Regions from separate parts of the Oryctolagus cuniculus genome. Here region 2 is linked to region 1. Evidence: chromatin contacts called from public Hi-C data. All regions are on one chromosome and are shown on one strand. Each heading gives the region's core, a stretch centred on a gene start, on an enhancer-like site or on the middle of the called end of the contact. The rest is flanking DNA. Distances are from core to core; before and after follow the strand shown.

What was found. Hi-C and Micro-C count contacts between places; a contact is called where the count stands out from the background.
Region 2: a contact with region 1 is called in a Hi-C map of liver, with 4 times the contacts expected there. The contact joins the promoter of CIMIP2B here to the enhancer-like site in region 1. A contact is called at or near these places in 4 of 6 Hi-C or Micro-C datasets (ear pinna, liver, psoas muscle and 1 more).

The regions. Positions count from the first base shown.
Region 1 is chr1:198,445,360-198,448,059 of mOryCun1.1, reverse strand. It overlaps LOC100345551 (phospholipid-transporting ATPase FetA), which reads right to left. Exons shown (of 26, transcript XM_070053990.1): 17 at 2,477-2,588; 18 at 1,105-1,210; 19 at 581-728; 20 at 1-48. The region is part of intron 1 of LOC127490675; the gene reads left to right. Among named protein-coding and RNA genes, the nearest start is that of RUSC2, 15 kb to the left of the region's middle. Within about 2 kb of position 1,374, at least 2 of the 8 cell types and tissues checked have an H3K27ac peak or open chromatin away from gene starts, as enhancers often do.
Region 2 is chr1:198,523,231-198,525,930 of mOryCun1.1, reverse strand. It overlaps CIMIP2B (ciliary microtubule inner protein 2B), which reads left to right and starts at 1,378. Exons shown (of 7, transcript XM_017339759.3): 1 at 1,378-1,519; 2 at 1,999-2,222; 3 at 2,308-2,519. The coding sequence starts at 1,458. It overlaps RUSC2 (RUN and SH3 domain containing 2), which reads right to left. Exons shown (of 13, transcript XR_011380830.1): 12 at 1,873-2,043.

The DNA.
Region 1 (2,700 bases), core at 125-2,624:
CGCCACTCGCAGCAGTTCCAACTCCACGTCCCCTTCTAGAGCGTGGGCCTGCAGCACCGGGACACACCCACTCTTCAGGTTGCCCCCAGAGGCTGTGAGGGCAGGACCTTCTCAGGCCCTTCCCCATCCTCCATACTTTCCTGTCCCTCCCAGGGCAGGAACACCTGCTCCCAAGGTGCCCCGCCCCCCAGGATCGCCAAGCCCCTGAGTATGTCCTAAACATCCTCCCATCTGACCCAGCCTCCAGGGGGAGAGCAGCCAACAAGTCAATTGACAGCACCGCCAGGCTAAGGTGCTTCTTGGAGGACCTGGCCCTGCTTGCTTTCCCCCTCCCCTAAGTGACCGCCCACAGCGTACGAAGGATTTGGATCAGGAAAGACTATGCGTTCACTGGCCTTTCTTCACTGACTCCTGCCTAGATTCCCCGGGAGAGGTGTCGTTCAGGCAAGGGCACCCAGGGAGGGCCAGAGCGCAGCTCAGAGGCTGAGAAAGGGGACTTGAAATTCTGCTGGGGTGGGTTGGGCTGGGGAAGAGAGGCCCCTGGGAGGAGGAAACAGAATCGTAGCTCTGTGTTGCCCACCAGACTGTAGCCATTGATGACCAAACCGTAGCTGCCATTGGGCACCTCTTCAGGCATTGTGAAGAGTGCTTTGTGCTTCTTGGCGAGGAAAATGTTCACTGGGTCTGAGTCCAGGAGAGAATCGGGTTTCATCTTGCTCCTTGCTTTCCTGCAAGCCAAGAGTAGTGGTCAGAGCTTAGGGAGGACAGTGGAGCCCTGGAGAAAGCGGGCCGGGGCGGGGGGCAGGGCAGTGGGGAGTATAGGGCCTCTTGCAAAGCACCAGCTGGGACCTCAGACTCCACTGCTTCCTGGCACCTGCCACTGTCTTAGGTCCCTGGCCATCCCTATGCCACACTGTTCCGCCACCTACACTCCAACTCCTTTAGCGAACGGTGCTTTGTGACAGTCTCTCGAGAGTTCAGCTTTCTGTCTTCTCTTTCTCCATTTCTCCCCTATTCCTTCTGGTGGTGCAGGGGCGACACTGGGAGAAGAGATGGCTGGGAAAGCTTAGGTCCGAGGGCCGAGTGTGGCCGTTCTATTGGTACCTGAGTTCTTGACGAACAGTCTCACTGTCCTTGCCTTTCACGGTGAACACCTCGTCCATTTCGTCTTCGAATATATTACAGGAGTAGGCAATGTTTACCGCAGTTTCTATAGTGGGGGGGGAGGGGCACAGGTCTCATTTTGGTGAGTGTTTCTAGACAGGGACAGGGTGTTCACAGTGTACAAGGATGGGGTGTTCACAGTGTATAGGGACAGGGTGTTCACAGTGTATAGGGACAGGGTGTTCACAGTGTACAGGGACAGGGTGTTCACAGTGTACAGGGAGAGGGTCTTTAACAGTGGCAGGCATAGTTCCTTTGCCCACATTTGCCATGGGGGCACTCAGAATGTTTTTCAAGAATCAGTGGTGGCCATATTCAAACACCCACAGGAACAGACTTACGAGTTACTAACCAACAACTAGGGTCACTCTGGCCTAGCCTTCCCTAGACAACCTCCCCCTGTTTCTTAAAGTAATTCCGGTCTGATTCCAGTTCTCCAGGCAATCAGGACGTATTGCTTTGAACAGCACTGTGCCCATGTCTGTTATAGATTTTTTTGGAGGATCGAGATATGTTTCAGTTGTATCTTTCCTTGACATTAAGAAATCCAGAATGTAGAATAAATTCATACTGGAGAAAAAATTAAATTAAGTCCTGAATCTCTGACTACAAGTGGTATCAGAATTCAGGGGAGAGGTTGTGATTATCACAGAAACTTCCTTGGAGGAAGGCCTGTTGAAGGGAAGGAAAAGGCGTGTCCAGGGGTAAACAGCCCACATAGAGGCCCTAGGTAAGAATTGCGCTGACTGGGATATGCTGGAGGAACTGGCCATTCAAGGTCTTGAAGGCCCGATAGAGATGTCTTGTCTTTACCACGCAGAGCTACTGTAGGTCCTGAGCAGGGGATTAAGTTAAAAACCCAGGGTCTGAGGGAGAGAGAAATGATGATTGCAAATAGGTTATGCTGCAATTATTAAGAGCAAGAAACAGAGAAGAGTTCAAGCTTTTGCAGATGTACAACTGAACTCAGGCGGCGGTAGGGTGGGGAGGTTTTCACGTCCATCAGTGGGATCTGGCGAGAAAGGGCCCCTTTGCGACAATGGAGAGGGCACAAAGACAACTCTAAGGTCGGGAGCTTATAGTTGGTGGGAGACAGATTCATCCCCAGGTTCTCGGTGCCTGATACAGCATCTGACATGAAGTGTGTACTCAGCAAATTATCCCAGCCTGGGAAGGGAGGCGTCCTGTACGGACTGGAAGTGAGTTCCAAGTTGTTTGTCAGGAAAGTCACTTTTGAAAAAAAGGAAAGAAGAAAAGAGATGGCTAACGTGGGCAGGGAAGAGGCCAGGCCAGGCCAGGCGCTCCCCTTTACCTTGCTTATCTCCAGTTAAAACCCATATTTTAATTTTGGCTTTGCTCAGGGTCATGACTGTCTCAGGGACTCCATCTTGCAGCTTGTCCTCGATGGCTGTGGCCCCTAACAGCTTCAAACAGAGATAGCAGTGAGTGAGGAGAAGGCGGAGTCACAGCATCCACCGCTTCCCAACAACTGCGCCGGGACCTCAGTCTCTGGCCAGCGAGCTGGCACTGGTGTGG
Region 2 (2,700 bases), core at 129-2,628, 78 kb before region 1:
AGGTGGGCTTCACCAGGGCTGAGTTCTAATCCTGTTCCTCCCGCTCTCCGAGATCCTGTCTTTCTGGCCTGTTCATTTTCTTAGAATCTGAATTCTTTTCTTTCTTTCTTTCTTTCTTTCTTTCTTTCTTTCTTTCTTTCTTTCTTTCTTTCTATTTATTTACTTTAGTTACACAGAGAGAGGAGAGGCAGAGAGAGAGAGAGAGAGAGAGAGAAAGCGAGGTCTTCCATCTGCTGGTTCATGCCCCAGTTGGAGTTGTGCCAATCCAAAGCCAGCTTCCTCCAGGTCCCATGCGGGTGCAGGAGCCCAGGCACTTGGGCCATCCTCCACTGCTTTCCCAGGCCACAGCAGAGAGCTGGATTGGAAGTGAAGCAGCTGGGACTCGAACCAGCATCCACATGGATGCCAGCACTGCAGGCAGTGGCTTTACCTGGCCATGCCACTGTGCTGGCCCCATGAATTATTTTCTTAATAAAGTCTCACTCTCCCTCTAGTTTCATTGTCTAAAACTTCACCCTGGGGTCCGAACTTCCACACGAGAACACTCCTATCCGCTGGGTTTATTACCACTTGCTGTGGCCCACGTGCTACAAACTGGGAGTGACAGACAAGAAGGCTGGGAGTTAGGGCTTGGTCGCCGTGTGCAGGTGCAGGTTCTTTCACACACCCTAGCTAACTCCTGCCTCACGGTACCTTGGTCAGCTAGGTTTCAAAAGTTAAGTTGCCTGCCCCAAGAAGTCACCCACTCAGGACCACCAGCGCCTCAACCTGTGACTGCCAATGCCTTCCCTGTGGCGCCATGCTGGCTACGGTCCTCATGGTTACACCACATATTTGCATACATGAATTTGGGCCCCACCACAGGCACAGGGAGAGCGATCCGTGTGCATTTTATAAATGAGGGCAGGGGCCCCAGACTTGCCCGAAGGCCTGGGGACCCCAGCTTTCCCGCTCCCCACACCGTGCGTGGCAGAAGGCGCCGCGAAATGTAGGATGCCGGCGCCAGGAGGTATCACACCTCTCGCTGTGAGTGAACTTGATGTTGCTGTCCCCGTTGTCCTCTCCCCTCAGCCTCCGTCCCCCCCCCCCCCCAACCCGTGAGGGACACTCCCAGGGCTCGCACTGTCCGTATGCCCGCAGCGGCTGCTCAGAGGAGGCTGCGCTGAAAGACCCACCAGCCCCAGAGCGGGAGCCTCCCGCCCAGGGCCTCAGCCTTGGACTGGGCAGCGTGCACTCCTCACGGCTCCCCTCTGCCCTGGGGCCCACGGCGCCGGTCCTGGGGCGGACACCCTGCGAGTCCAAGGGCTCTCCACTGGGCCGCCTTGGCCCCTCCCCCCGCCCCTCCCCGGCCCCGGCCCCGCCCCCGCCCCCCTCTGGCCGCACAGCCCTGGACACCGGACACATCGCCCAGAGCCTCCCCAAGGCCAGCAAAAGGACCTGCCTGGGTTCCCAAGGCTATGGCCGGCACCAGCACCTTCATACCAGGGCTCCACCCTCAGAATCCTCGTTACATCCCGGGGTAAGACCTCCACCCAGCGCACTCTCCCGCTTGCTTCCACGGGGACACAGGGGTTGCACACCTAGCCCCTGGGGCCCAGCAGATATGTTGGTTTGGGAGGCCCAAGGCCAGGGGAGTTGTGCCGTTGGATGGGAAGGAAAAGCAAGGGCCGGGTGCTGGCTGGGTCTGCCTCCCAGCTTCCTGTTACCTTCTCCATGGGAACAAGGGAACAGTGCAAGGGAGGATCAAAAGCCCAAGCAGAGAACTCAGAAATGCCGGCTCCAGTTGCTGCGAGGGGGCTTCAGCAAGTTCAGGAAAAATGTGTAGAATGCACGGCAGCTTTTTTTTTTTTTTTTGCAGCAAAATAAACTTACATTTTCATTTTTCCATGAACTTCTAAAAGTACACTCGCACACAGTGGATTCCAGATCAGGGCTTTAAGAGTGCAGCTTCCTCTGCAGGGGACCTGCAGCGGCGACAGGTGGGGCTGTGTGCTGCAGGTACACCGGACACTGCCCGCTGCTTCGGTTCAGCATGGGCCAGACCTATGGGCAGGTGACTGGTCAGCTGCTGCAAGGCCCTCCTGGTCTAGCCTGGCCCCCTGCCCATCGCTCGCTTCTGCCTCCCATTCGGCCTCCAAGATCTCCTGAGGTTCCCACGGGAAGCCTGCCGCCTAGGCGTGGGCACGGACGGCTCAGCTCCAGCATGGTCCCGGGGTACACAGGTTTGTGCACAGGTATGGCCAGGTGCCCCCCACCCCGAAACATGTCGTCAATACTAACAGACCTTTCTGGCCCCTGCCCGCCCAGGTTTTGTACCCCAGGCGCAGTTCATCTTTGCCAAGAATTGCAGCCGGGTCTGGGCCGAGGCTCTGAATGATTTCACTCGGTGGAACGGGGGGCAAGGGGGCCCAGAGCTGCCACAGGGGGCCAGGGGCGCAAAAGGTACGGAGAAAGAGCAGGAGCCAACACTGGAGCAGGAGGCAAGGAAGGAACCAGAGCCGGAGCAGGAAGTGGAACAAGTAAGACCAAGAAGGCTGGTGGGGAAAGCGGGACTGGGCTGGACGGGGAGCCTCATCCTTGTGTCCAAACCCAGGGGTGGCCCTGGAGGGTGTGGCTGTGGGGGCGGGCTGGGGCTGGACTGCCACCTCTACAGCCCTGGGGACTTTGGGCGGAGGAACTGTTGACTCTACTTTTCTTCTA